2 separate regions of the Hordeum vulgare genome follow, and region 2 is linked to region 1. A link is a contact called in public Hi-C data. All regions are on one chromosome and are shown on one strand. The core of a region is the stretch at or near the end of the contact, and the rest is flanking DNA. Distances in the headings are between cores, read along the strand shown.

Region 1 (6,239 bases), core at 2,653-5,152:
GTACTGTTAAGTGGGTTCGATGTGATCACAGTGAGGTGCTGACATAATGCTCAACCCACATATACCTATGTCTTCGAGCGAAGAAATTGAGAGGAAATCTCTTCCAGAGTTGGTTGAGTCAGCATTACTTGCAACCCAAGTAATGTTCCGTGTGTGTCTTTGAAGTATGACCGTTGGAACACGTGTCGGTTGGACATTGACCATGGTCATTTGATCATATCAAGTAGGGTTACGTGTTGGCTATAAATAGCCCATCCGCTCCACCATAAGTTGGTGGCTGCTCATAGTTGATACAACTGTTGTCGTTTTGGAGCAACCCACGTCGAAGATGTTGAGAGAGAGAACTATCCTATGAGGATAAACCCAAACACCTAGAGCGAGAGTGTTTGAGCATTACCAAAGTCATTCTGTTCTGAGAGAACTGAAGACTTGTTACACTTGAAGACTGCGATCTTCCACACGGTTAGGCGTCGTTGTCGAGTGCATCCAAGAGTCACTGTGGATTGCCGGGTGACCATGGTCTAGATCAATCCGAGAGTCATTGTGGATTGACGGGTGAACAAGTTTGTACGGGTTTCAGAAGTCTCCCTTGAAGACTTACCTGAGTAATTGGGTGTTGTCTCATAGACTTCGGCTCAAGGGGATCAAAGTGAAGACGAGGCCTAAGCCTCCCCAATCAGACGTACATTTTTCACAACAAATGGAACTGGTCCAACAAATCATGTGTCTTTGTCAAGCTACTTGTTCTATCCTTCACACTCCTTACTTACTGTACTATGAAGCCATTGCCTGATCATCTCTCCTGAAGACATTCGTCGAAGACATTCCCAACTGTTGTTTATCTTCACATTTCCTAAGTTTATTTGTGATATATCTTAGTGTGCATGATAACTGTACTTTGCATGATTGAATGTCTTCATAGTATTACATGTTTTGCATAGATCCTTGATACTTATCCCAAACTGATCCTGTATCGCTTCCGTTTAACTTTGAATACATTTACTGTTTCAAAGATTTTCATAAAAATCGCCTATTCACCCCCTTCTAGTTGATAACTAACACTTTCAGGAAGAGTGGAGAGGATGAGAGAGGAAGGGAGTTTATGTTCTTGCAGCCGCCGTGGGGTGGGGTGGGTGGAGATGGGGAGGGCGAACCGGCCCGCCCGCCTTATATGTGTCAATACCCTACCGCCAGCCCGTGTGGCGGTAGGGTCGAGCGGAGCTCACGGTGTCCATCAATTGGTTGGTGACGTGGATTAGTCAGCTATCGCCGGGGACCCTGACGATAAGCTATCCACTCCTATCGTCGTGCTCCGTGGCGGTAAGAAAAAGGGTCATGTCTAAAAAAGTTCTAGCCGGGGTTAGATCTAGTTAATTTAATGAAAATGCCAAAGGAGCCGGCTCGAAGGCCGGGCTCCGACGCGGAGCGTCACGTGTGTAAAGAAAGATGACAAGTGGGTCCAACTCGTATGCGTGAGAAGAAAAGAAAAAGGGACTTAACTATACAGCGGCGTCGCATGTGAGGCTTCCGATGCGACGGTTAATTTCTTCTCCCTACCATGCATGCATGCAATGACGTCACTAAGATTCTTTCTATTGCCTTGAAATTTAAAAAGTTTTATCTCTAAAACCGTTAATTTAATTGACGATCCGTTTTCATCGTTGACTTTATCGCGACGAGATCTTCAAAACTAGACCCCATGTCGACATGTTTCGAGAACTTTTTTTCTTCATCCATAATTGCCACATTTTTAGACTTACTTGTTGTATTATTAGCCACTTACTTGCCCGAAAAAAATAACTTAACTGCCATTTTTTTCTCGATGTGAACAATGTGTCGTATGTATCCATATTTCAACATATAGCAACATGGGCTAGAAAAATATGCAGATGACATCACAAAAATATACATTGCATACAAAGCGTCACACAGAAAATACGTAGAAAAGGTGTTACACACAAAGACATGTGTTGGCAGACCTTATTCACTAGCTAAATGCATCTGGTTAGTACTAGTACTACTACTAGTAGTTTAAAATTGCATAGTTGCCAATTTTATAAAAACTTAGTTGTCAAGATGCTAGTTTAACTATGCCGAGTTGTCATATTTACAAACGATGACAAAAAAGATTTTTTTGTGGTCACCGGTTTTAAATATGTTGAGTTGTCATATCTTACGTGTAATCGTCTAAAAAAATTATTTGTACTTGCCATTTTAATTATGTCAAGACGTCTTTTAAAAATTTGGTGATTAAGTTATTTTTTATCAGACAAGTAAATACTTATTAATATGACAAGTAAGTGCAACAAATGTGGTAAGTACGAGGAAAAAAAAGTTCTCGAAACATATCAACATGGATCTAGTTTTGAAGATTTCGTCGAAACAAAGTCAACGGCGAAAACGGATCATCGACCGATTTAACGGTTTAAGAGATAAAAGTTTTTTAATTTCGATCATATAAAACGAATCTGATGACATCATGTATGCATGCATGCCAAAAGTGAACAACCAAGCCGCGGGATGTCCATCGTGCAGCGCTTCTATATAGAATTTTCCAAGAAAAAGATGTGTTGGTTGAAATTTAAGATGCGCCAAAAATGTCTTTCCATATGATATTCGACACCGTTAGCTGAAAACTGGAGGAAGGAATAACTCTACGTTTTGTTTGGATGTAGACATTGAAGGTTTTGGCACTGAATTGGCTCGAATGCCAAATATTCAAGACATGGATATCGATTCCACGATTGAATGTCTTGTGCAACCAAACAACGATATTCACGCTACCGAGTGCCAAAGTTAAAATATGGCCCTCAATACAACATCCAAACGGAGCGTCTGAGTCCGAGTGATTCACACCTGTTCTTTCTTTTGAGGGCACGTGCATGATGCGTGGACAATCGTATGAGATGCCATTCTTAAATTTGATTTGATGGAATATTTAAGCCAAGGCAAGACAAGAGCGTCTATCTAGCCGGGGCCGTAGGACCACTCGACCATATTGTATGGAAGAAATAATAAACAACACAGTAAAGATAAAATCGACCCTGGAGCTGGAGGGCATGAGCATTGAGCCGTCCGAAGTACGTACTGCAGTAAAGATATTCGCTCCACGAAAAAAATTGTCTGAAGAAAGATTCATCTGCCAACGGGAACGACGCCTGTCTATTTCCATATAAAACCCGCCACCCTGCGGTGGATGCGCCTAAGCAAAGAGCGAAACATGGCATGTGCGGCCGTGCGGTGCGCACGACCCGCCCAGTTCACGCCCGACTCCCGCCGGTGGATTTCCTATGGCACCGCACGGCCCGCCGAGTTCACGCCCGACTCCCGACGGTGGATTTCCTATGGCTGCCTGCAGGTTCTTGTTTGCCTTTGCGTACTACCAACACACCCTTGACTTCTCTAGCAACGTTGTGTTGTTCGCAAGGTGTCCTGTCGTGATCTAGCGAGTCACGGTCTGTGACGATCAATCGGTCGAGGTGGAATGCTAGAAAGTCCGTTTTAGTGCGCCTAGCCTAAGAAAACGTCACGGGCCGGGCATGACGCCGTCGATGTACACTGCACACCCAACAGCCTCCTCAGCCCCGGCTCGGCGTTATTGCGGTTCGTGGAGTGTGATTTTGTGCTGGCAGACGATACTAATCGGGCTAGGCCACGTTAACATCAGTACTATGTAGTGGCGGTACGTTGAAGCGGGGTCAGGGAAGTTAACCCACGCAATCACTGTGGTACCACAGACAGGCAGGTGAGACCACACGGACCAACATTTACAACCAGAAAGAATTTCACGAGGCAGGACCGACAGAGACTTTTGGCAAAGCCAACTCCTACGGTACCCGACCCCTGGGGTGCGGTTGGGCGGCAGGCACATGGGACCGTGCGGTGCGAGGTGGACGTGCTTCGGAAGGAAACTGGCGGGCGGCACGTGGGCCGGGTAGACGGGGTGGCGGAAACCGGATGCAGGTGGGGGGCGAACGTGGCGTCTCGTCCTTGAGCTACGCTCGTGCCCTCGTGGGTCGTATACCGTTACTACGAAGCTGACCGCGGTGTCACCCGTCCTTTCCGCGGAGACCCATGAATCATGGCAGTGACGGCTTTTATTTTATTTCTACCCATCCCATGTACAACCTTTTGGATGGAGTAATCAGAATTTAAAATATATTTTTTTGTAAATTAACATATAATTGAATGGTTAGAGAGATAGTGGTATCCTCGTCTTATGATGGTTCAAGACCTCGTGCTTGCATTATTTCTGACTTTATTTTAGGATTTTCAGCAATATGCTTCATAAGATGATATGTCGGCTCAGTCTGTCGGAGGTGTTTATAAGGATAAGGTGTGCATGTATACGTTCATAGAAATGAATGTATGTGCATGTATATAAGCATTTGCGTTTGCAATGTGTTAAAAAATGTAAATTTTCTTCTGTATTCGTTCGCTCAGAGGGTAGTGAGTCCAAGAACACGGATGCACGAGGACGATATTCAACGCTAATTAGTACTATGTTTATGAGTAAATTTAAATTTAAATATACTGCGATTTGATTCACATAGTGCCTTGCATGTGGATTGTATGCCCCATCACAAAAAAATAAGGCAAATTTGCTTAGTTTTTATATGTCCGATTCCAAAAGAACATCAGTCCGTGCATTTGTTCCTTGTCGAACCGACAATCCCACCGAGTTGCTCCCCGATAAAGGAGGTGTCGTCGCAGCTGCGTAGGCAGCCACCTCGTCCTCCCTGCCGCGTCCTCATACTTCGTCGTCGCCACCAACTCATCTTTCTATCGCTCCAACATCTGGTACTGATAAGATTGCACGATGACTCTTACAGTGGCATCCCAAGAGTTGACATTGAATGTCAACATATTGGCGTCCTCCGCATTGGTGGCGATCTTCACCCTCTTTTTCTCGAGCGCGGCCTTCCTCTCTTCAAGCGTGGTCCTCCTTTCTTTGAGAGCGAGCTTCCTGTGTGTCGCGTCCATCAACTACTTGAACCACTCCGCCTTCTCCTCCTCCTTGCTCTCCGAGCGCCTCATGCATGCCTGCTCCTTCGTCAAGATGTCCTCGAACTTCTCCGTCATATTTTGTCATCGTACCGTCTCGCTTTGCCCTCTCCTCCCACTTCTCCCCCGCAGGTTTCTTCTAACCTTCTTCGACGGTTGTTGGGTTGGGTCGATAAGGTCATTGATTTCTTCTTTGTTGGCTTGGACGACGGTCTTGGCAATGAAAAGGTTCCAATTCGGTTGTTCATTCAACTTCAACCAACAATGCATGACGGTGAATGACTTCTTCTCCAACTTCTTGTACACCACACAAGCATGAGTAGGCTACAAAGTGAAACAATACAGACAGTGCATATTCCTCTAACCATCAACAAAATAATACATGTTTCGCTAATTATAACAAAACTAAAGCATATTCGTCTAGTGATCAACTTACTTGCTCAGTAATTTGTGCAGCGCTAGGCCACTATGCGATTAGATGCTCCAAGTGGATGCAATACTTGGACACAACTTCTTGGATGGTGTACCATGGATGGATGCGGGACTTCTTATTAGAGTTATTTCAAATATTCTATAGAAGGTAGGTTACAATTAGACTTTTAGTTTTATTATGTTTAGACACGGCATGAGACGTGTTCTAATAGGACACTTGTACCCTTGGTCTCTTATATAATGAGAATGTAGAGACACGATGTAAATTATGCCAACATAATAGCACAAACACGCATGGAAACCTACGACGTGTGTCGGCGCCAGAGAGATTGGGGTGTAGTATTGTAACGATGTCACGGGGAGGAGTGCCCCTAATCAGGCCCCGAGGATGTAGCCATATTGATGAACCTCGTTCACAAATCTCGGTTTCATGCCTTGTTTGATTCCTTGGTCCTCGATAGATCGACATTGCGTCTCGAAATTATTCTAACACGTGGTATCAGAGCAAGGTTTAAAGAAGTTCGTGAAATTGATCTATAAGAGGAAGATTTGATGTCATTATCATCATTAGTGTGGAGTCACAATAGACAAAAAGTAACCTGAAGATGTTGCGAGATCCAAGAAAAGGATCGCATGATAGCAACGTACGACATGTGCTAAAGCCGGCTCAGCGAGATTGGAGGGCAGCGCAGCGGTGTATCATTTAAACATCAGCATGCAGATTGCTCGTGGAGCACACGACTAACCAGGTCGTGTTGGGCTGAGCCGAGCGGTGGAGCACACCGCCGCCCGATACATCTTCT
Region 2 (6,239 bases), core at 1,958-4,457, 280 kb after region 1:
AGAGTCAAAAAACAGTTTTCTCTTATACCCCAAAAGGTATATTTGTTTAAGAGGTTCACCTGGCTTGAACTACAAGCTACTGATGGATGGTAGGTCAGAGCTTGAGCTCGAGACAAATACAAGGAAGGTGAGGAGGAGGCGAGGGAGTGGAGCCAACGACGGCTTGGATGAAAGAAGAGCAGTGGCCGGCGACGCAGATGAAGGCGAGGAGGAGGCGAGGGAGTGAAGCAGACGACAACGTGGATGAAAGGAGAGCAGTGGTCGGTGCCGCAGATGAAGACGAGGAGGAAGTGAGGGAGTGGGGCAGACGACAGTGTGGATGATAGGCGAGCAGTGGCCGGTGGCACAGATGAAGGCGAGGAGGAGCCGGTGTGGCGGATCAAGGGAGAGAGCACCGCCGGCGGCGGGGACGCACATATGGGAAAGAGTTTGTGCGTTGGGAGAGGGAGGTGAGAGCACCAAGCCAGGATGCGGCTTGGCTCGGCCCAGCCATGGAGCTGGCGTTGCAGACTCCCCGCTGGCCTCCTTGGCAATACATGTTGCGCCTGTAGGTATTTTTATATCCTTCCCACCTCTTGTTCTCTTCTCACCTAGCTTCATGTACTCTGTCTTATTTCACTACTCTTTGTGTCATAAATGTTCCTGAATTGGTCTTTGTAGTGGTTGGGTGCTTCCACAAAGCGTGCGACTGTAGCAAGATGTAGTTCTCGATAAATCGCTATTAGGTGTTCTCTTCTCTGTCGGTTTTTTGTTTCTCTGGTTTTGATTTCCTAATATTCAGTTTATCTAAACACTACAATCTGTCAAATCTGAGAGAGAAAAGGAACAGAAGAACCGAGTAGAAGAATTTGATCTCCTACGTACACATATGAACGGCAATATGCGTGCATAAATTAGCTCCAGTTTCATATCAGCTTAAAAGAGTACATGTTTTCATAATTTGGTGGTTGATAAATGGAGGAAAGTTCCAGGTAAAAGGATGTGGTAGAGGGCGTTTCTCTTGTTGGGGTTGCCCTGGATGTGAGAATCCTACTTGGTGAAAGTCATCGGTGTGTTTCTCTGCCTTATGTCATTTTGTACAAATATATGGAAGGTTTGCTCTGCCTTATATCATTTCTTATTACACATGGCAAAGCTATACTCTAGAATTAATCATTATCAACCACTTTATAAAGAAAAAATGTGACTATTTTAGCAGCCATATGTTCATGATGTGAAATAGGTTGTAACTTTGTAGCATCCCATATGTACTAGACAATACAACAATATTTATCCCGTTTCAACACGGGACTATAGTATTTATTAACACTGTTGCCGCTATAAAGGAAAGGTACATATTCTTTCATATCTTTTTATTTTATGTCGTTGTGTAGTTTGGGTGTTTCCTTTTGATTTCTATGTTCTTAAATGATCGTAAGTGATATTTTGCTACTAGATGTAGGGTTTTATAGTGCCTTTTGGACAGTGCAATACATCATATGTCCTACAAAGGAGAAATATTTTTCCTCTGTCGGCCTACATATAAATTTTCCAAGTTATGCTAGCTAGCATATGTTGCAACCAAAAAAAATGGATCAATTTCAGTTGTGCAGGCATAGCATACGCTTGATCAGCTTTCTTTTCTCGAGAGAAAGGTATGCTTTAAACAAAAAGGATTTGATCACAACTTGTATTAATAAATCTCCTCGCTGTTCCCAACAATGCACTTAATATTTTTGCAGGAATATATGTTGTGCGAATCAAATAAGTGTCTTAGAAGAAAAGTAAGATTCCTTGCAAAATAGTATAGGACAAAGCTCTCGCTGCTCCTAATTCTGGATTCTGCATAATTAACAAACATAGTAAACTTGCTTGCTTTTTGCATATTCCTTCAGTTTATTAACTAACAACAAGGACACTGCAAAGGTGCTATATTCCTTCAGTTTATTGTAATTCTCCTTGTGAAAGCCTTTCTTGTACGCCAAAGTTTGTGTAGCTAGCATGATTGGTATGATTCGAATCTTGATTTATAGACCTGTGAATTGTCCATGTTTTATCTTTTTTATAATTTATTTATATTCCGTTTGCAAGAGCAAACTTATACTCTTCAAATCTTGTTTGAAGAATGGTTGTGGCGTAAAACAGGTAACATGATCGCTTTTTTTGTGCTAACTCCAGCTTCACACCAGAGGTTACATACATAGCAAAGAAGATTCGTGATGTTGGCTCTAAGTATATATATTTTATCTATGAGCGACCAAAAATGACGATGCGGTTACATCGCCCAGTATAGTTGGCTCATTATATTTGGGTATACTATAGCTAGGAAATACTATATAATTCTATTTTACATCATTGTTTGAGTCTTTTATTTGTGTACAAACTAATGGCAAAGCCGACGGCAAGTGAAAGGAAGTACAAACCACCTTATATTATTTCTGAAGGAAATGTTGCGAGGGACACGGTCATGCTTCATTAACATTGACAAGCATGAGGATTATTGGAGAAAGGAAGTAGTTGAAAATGGCATGTGGGGGCGCGGAGAGTCTATGATTTAATTTTATTTCATTGTGAAGATTGATGGACTGTCATGACAAAACATAGGGTGTGTCTTGGAGTGTAAAGGTAATTATTTCACATGTTAGGAAAATCCTTTTTTTAATCCATAGCAACAAACGGATATATAGCTATTCCTACCCATACTATTTATGACATGACTGATGGGTGAATGGTGATATGCCATGCCATATGATGCTCACCTCATATAAATGAAGGCTCCACATCCCCAACCTGCTATGACTTTGATAATGGGTGTAAACAACGGTTACATGAAGAGTTGATGCCGACATGGTGAAAGGGCATCGACGGTAGAATGTAAGAGAAAAGATGACAAGTATAGATAGTATGTATGGAAGAAGGAGCTGATGCACGACTAGAGGACGTGATGATGAACTTATCACTTCTCCAGAAAAGAGAAGAAAAGGCTATGTGTGCTTATATAAAGGAAAATCTATATGTCATTCCGTGGCAACGCACGGGTATTTAACTGGTTGCTGGGAAGGGCAGCATGGTAAACTCTCTCGGCGCTTCCCACCGACCGACGGCCTCCTTTTCAAAGCCCCTAGCGCACTCCACGGGTACACAAAACACCAGGGCAGTGGCGAGACAGTAAATAAGCGCAGCATCCAGTGTCAGTTCCTCAACCCGCCCTCGGTCATTTAAACCCCGCATTCCGCAGTTGTGCCTTTTCCTGGCGTCCATTCCCCCACTCGCTGCAACTGCTCCAGGGAAAAAAGGGAGTGAGCCGCGGAACAAAAATTCTCCATCGCTTCCGACTCCTCGATCCAGTCGGAGCGGCGCCGGAACGAATGCGGGAAGCGGAGGCCGCCGCCGCTCCATCTGGTGAGGCATTCGTCTGCTCTGTCTTCGTTTTTCTCGGATGTTTTTGGTGCGGCCTCCTCGGACCTGGGTGGGGGGTTAGCTTGCTTCAGCTCGAAGCGTGAGGCAGTGGGTCGATGAGCAGGCGCTGTCGCCTCCGGAATCTGGATCCGCCTTCTTCCGTTCTGTTTTTTTTAGGAGCCAGGAATAGTGGTCGAGTTGGTCCTGCCTGGATCTCTAGGGCTTTGGATTTTTGTCCTTGAGGGATTTGTGGTTTTTTGGATCCGGGAGCCCCCGCGGTTCCGATCACTGTCCATTTCGGATTCAATGCGTCCAGTGCTTAGTTTGGTAGCTCAGGTGAAAGATCTGTACTGATGTTACTAGAATTTTGTCTTTTGGGTTTGAATTGTATCTGTTTTTCTGCTTCTCTGATCTATGAATCTGGTTGCGTTAACTAAGGAAGTTGAGGCATACTTCGCTCGTACCACATGCTGTTTAATTGCTAGAAGCCTATAAGTTTGTCTCTGCTGTGGGAACATAATCAAGCGGAATGAATGACTTAGGTGTGGAGTTGGTTCGGTGAATACATGCACAATCAGTTTGCTCTATGCTTGGTTGGCACCCCCATGCTGAAAAATAACCTGCATATTTCGGCGTGGAACATTTAATCAGTTATTATAGATGTTGACATGTTATCGTTTGTGACCTTGGCAGTCGCATTATCTCTCTTCTTTGTTATCTGTTCCCTTTTGCAAGCTTTGTGACGTTTGTGCTGATATTCCTCTTGTCAGGTATTTGAAGTGGACGAGGAGCTGATTCGATCTATAAAAATTGTAGTATAGGAGTTGGGGTCTGCGCTTGTAGTTGTGGGCAAAATGGAGAGGAGAGTTGCTGGCGACGTGGAGCTTGATTCTGCAGTGTTCCAAGTGTCCTTGACCAAAAACAGGTGATACACTCGTTCACAGCTAATTGAGCTTATGAAGTGTGGTTCAGATTTTCGTCGCTGCATTTGGCTGAAAACTGTGTTTCATGGATATGGCATATTGAGTCTTTTATGATTCACAATCTCTGATATAAGTTCTGACTCGCCCAGTATTGTGAAACCTTTCCGTCATCAGGTATGAGGCAATTGCTTGTAATGGGGAGAGCGCCGAATCAGTAGCATCTGGTCCTTTTGACCAACTAGTCCTGCACTTGGAAGATGCCAAAAATTTCCAATCACGTTCATCAAGTGGCTCTTTTAAGCTGTTATTGTCTGGGGATGGAAAAGGCTCTACCTGGTTCACAAAATCCACCTTAGAGAGGTATTTCACCTTGACCTTTTTCTAGTTCCTTTTGTTTCTTACAGTTGTAATTTTAACTAAATTGAACATCCCTACCAGATTCCTACATATCGTAAATTCGCCTGATGCATCAAAAACGGCGAATGGAATTTTACAGGAAATGTCTCAGCTGGAGGAAACTAGAAAGTTTCATGATTATCTACAGTCCAAGGTATCATTATTTTGCCCCAAAAGAAGTAGACCAAAGTTTCTGTGCTAAGTTTGCCTGCACATTTAAGTTTTGATCTTATCTAGAAAAACAGCAGATGCTGTAAATAACAAAATGCATCTTTTATGTAGGAACAACAAAATCTTATGGGTGGTGCGCTGACAGGTACATTCAAAGAAAGTTTTGCTTCTTCCATTGTTCTTTGTACACGAAAGCCATCACAAGCTTTCAGAGTGTATGGCTGTATGCGATATGGCTTTGTTTTCCTTTTTATGAAGCCTATCTAATCAAATTTCGGATTCACTTTTACCATTTTTAGTGCTATGAGTGGTGGACTTAATAACGATTTAGTTCTATTCTTAGAGCCTGTTACTCATTTCCTGGTTGAAATCACATTTTTTGTCGAGCCTAACACTCAAATAGTTGACGAATCACAGTACTTCATTGGTGACTTTAGTTAGTTCCTTGACTGTTTAGTTGGTGACTTTAACCAACCATTGTGTTTTGATACCTTTAAGACAGCAGACCACTACTTTGTTGGCGCATTGAGGCCTTTGACATACTTTCCTCTGTCCATCCTCTTTGCTTGCTAGTGTCCGTATATAACCAATCCTACCATCGTACCCATGATTTTTTGTCTATCAATAAAAGAAATTCAGCTGCCTGCTGCAAATTCTAGAAATAATCTATCTGTCAAAGACGTGAAAACATCATTTTTTTCTGCTGTCTTGCACAATATGGCAAAGCCTCACATATTATTTATATATGCAAACACATTTTGGCAGATACTATTTGCTCTAGTTGAATAAGTTCAACCCTTCTTTTGACTTAAAAAAATCCGAACCTGGGGCATTTGGTCTGGTATAAAATGCTTTGATATTCTAAAATATTATCTTTGGTTTTGCTGAAAATTTTCACACTTCACATTTCTGCATGCGCACCAATGCACATGAAAGTACTCTATTAAAAAAATTGTGCACTAAAAACGTATAGGTAACTGTTTTAAATCGTCATGGATATTTAGTTTTGACTTACAAGCAATTTCTATGGATGGCAAGGGATTTCTTTATAGAATGTCTTATTCTGGCTTATGTTGGTACAGTGCTCAGTTTATGATGATATTCTAATTTGCAGGTGGTCTCTCCAGTACCATTGGCAAACCACAGCAGGTAATTTCCATTTGTGCAAAACCTCCGACGGCTTTATGTTTTTGTGCATTTTTATGTTTTGTTTGCTCACATTTTAGTTCTCAAAATTACTTTCAGGGAAATATTGGCCCAAATTCCTCAGTGGCTACAAAGTAAAGCCTTTTCTTTTTTCCTTTTTTTGTCACTCTATTTTGCCCATCTATTAGTTGACATTTTCTATAACTAAATATTGAAGGAATGAGT

What was found. Hi-C and Micro-C count contacts between places; a contact is called where the count stands out from the background.
Region 2: a contact with region 1 is called in a Hi-C map of leaf, with 4 times the contacts expected there. The contact joins the promoter of LOC123448731 here to the enhancer-like site in region 1. A contact is called at or near these places in 1 of 6 Hi-C or Micro-C datasets (leaf) and 1 of 1 datasets of contacts at active chromatin or transcription factors (embryo).

Annotation. Positions count from the first base shown.
Region 1 is chr4H:400,213,654-400,219,892 of MorexV3_pseudomolecules_assembly, forward strand. No RefSeq gene overlaps it. Among protein-coding and RNA genes, the nearest start is that of LOC123448729, 160 kb to the left of the region's middle. Within about 2 kb of position 3,903, at least 3 of the 3 cell types and tissues checked have open chromatin away from gene starts, as enhancers often do. A contact at or near this core is called in leaf, where this site is marked.
Region 2 is chr4H:400,491,657-400,497,895 of MorexV3_pseudomolecules_assembly, forward strand. LOC123448731 (COP1-interacting protein 7-like) reads left to right here and starts at 3,208. Exons shown (of 11, transcript XM_045125718.1): 1 at 3,208-3,381; 2 at 4,149-4,303; 3 at 4,476-4,661; 4 at 4,740-4,851; 5 at 4,980-5,013; 6 at 5,983-6,017; 7 at 6,114-6,148; 8 at 6,232-6,239. The coding sequence starts at 4,233.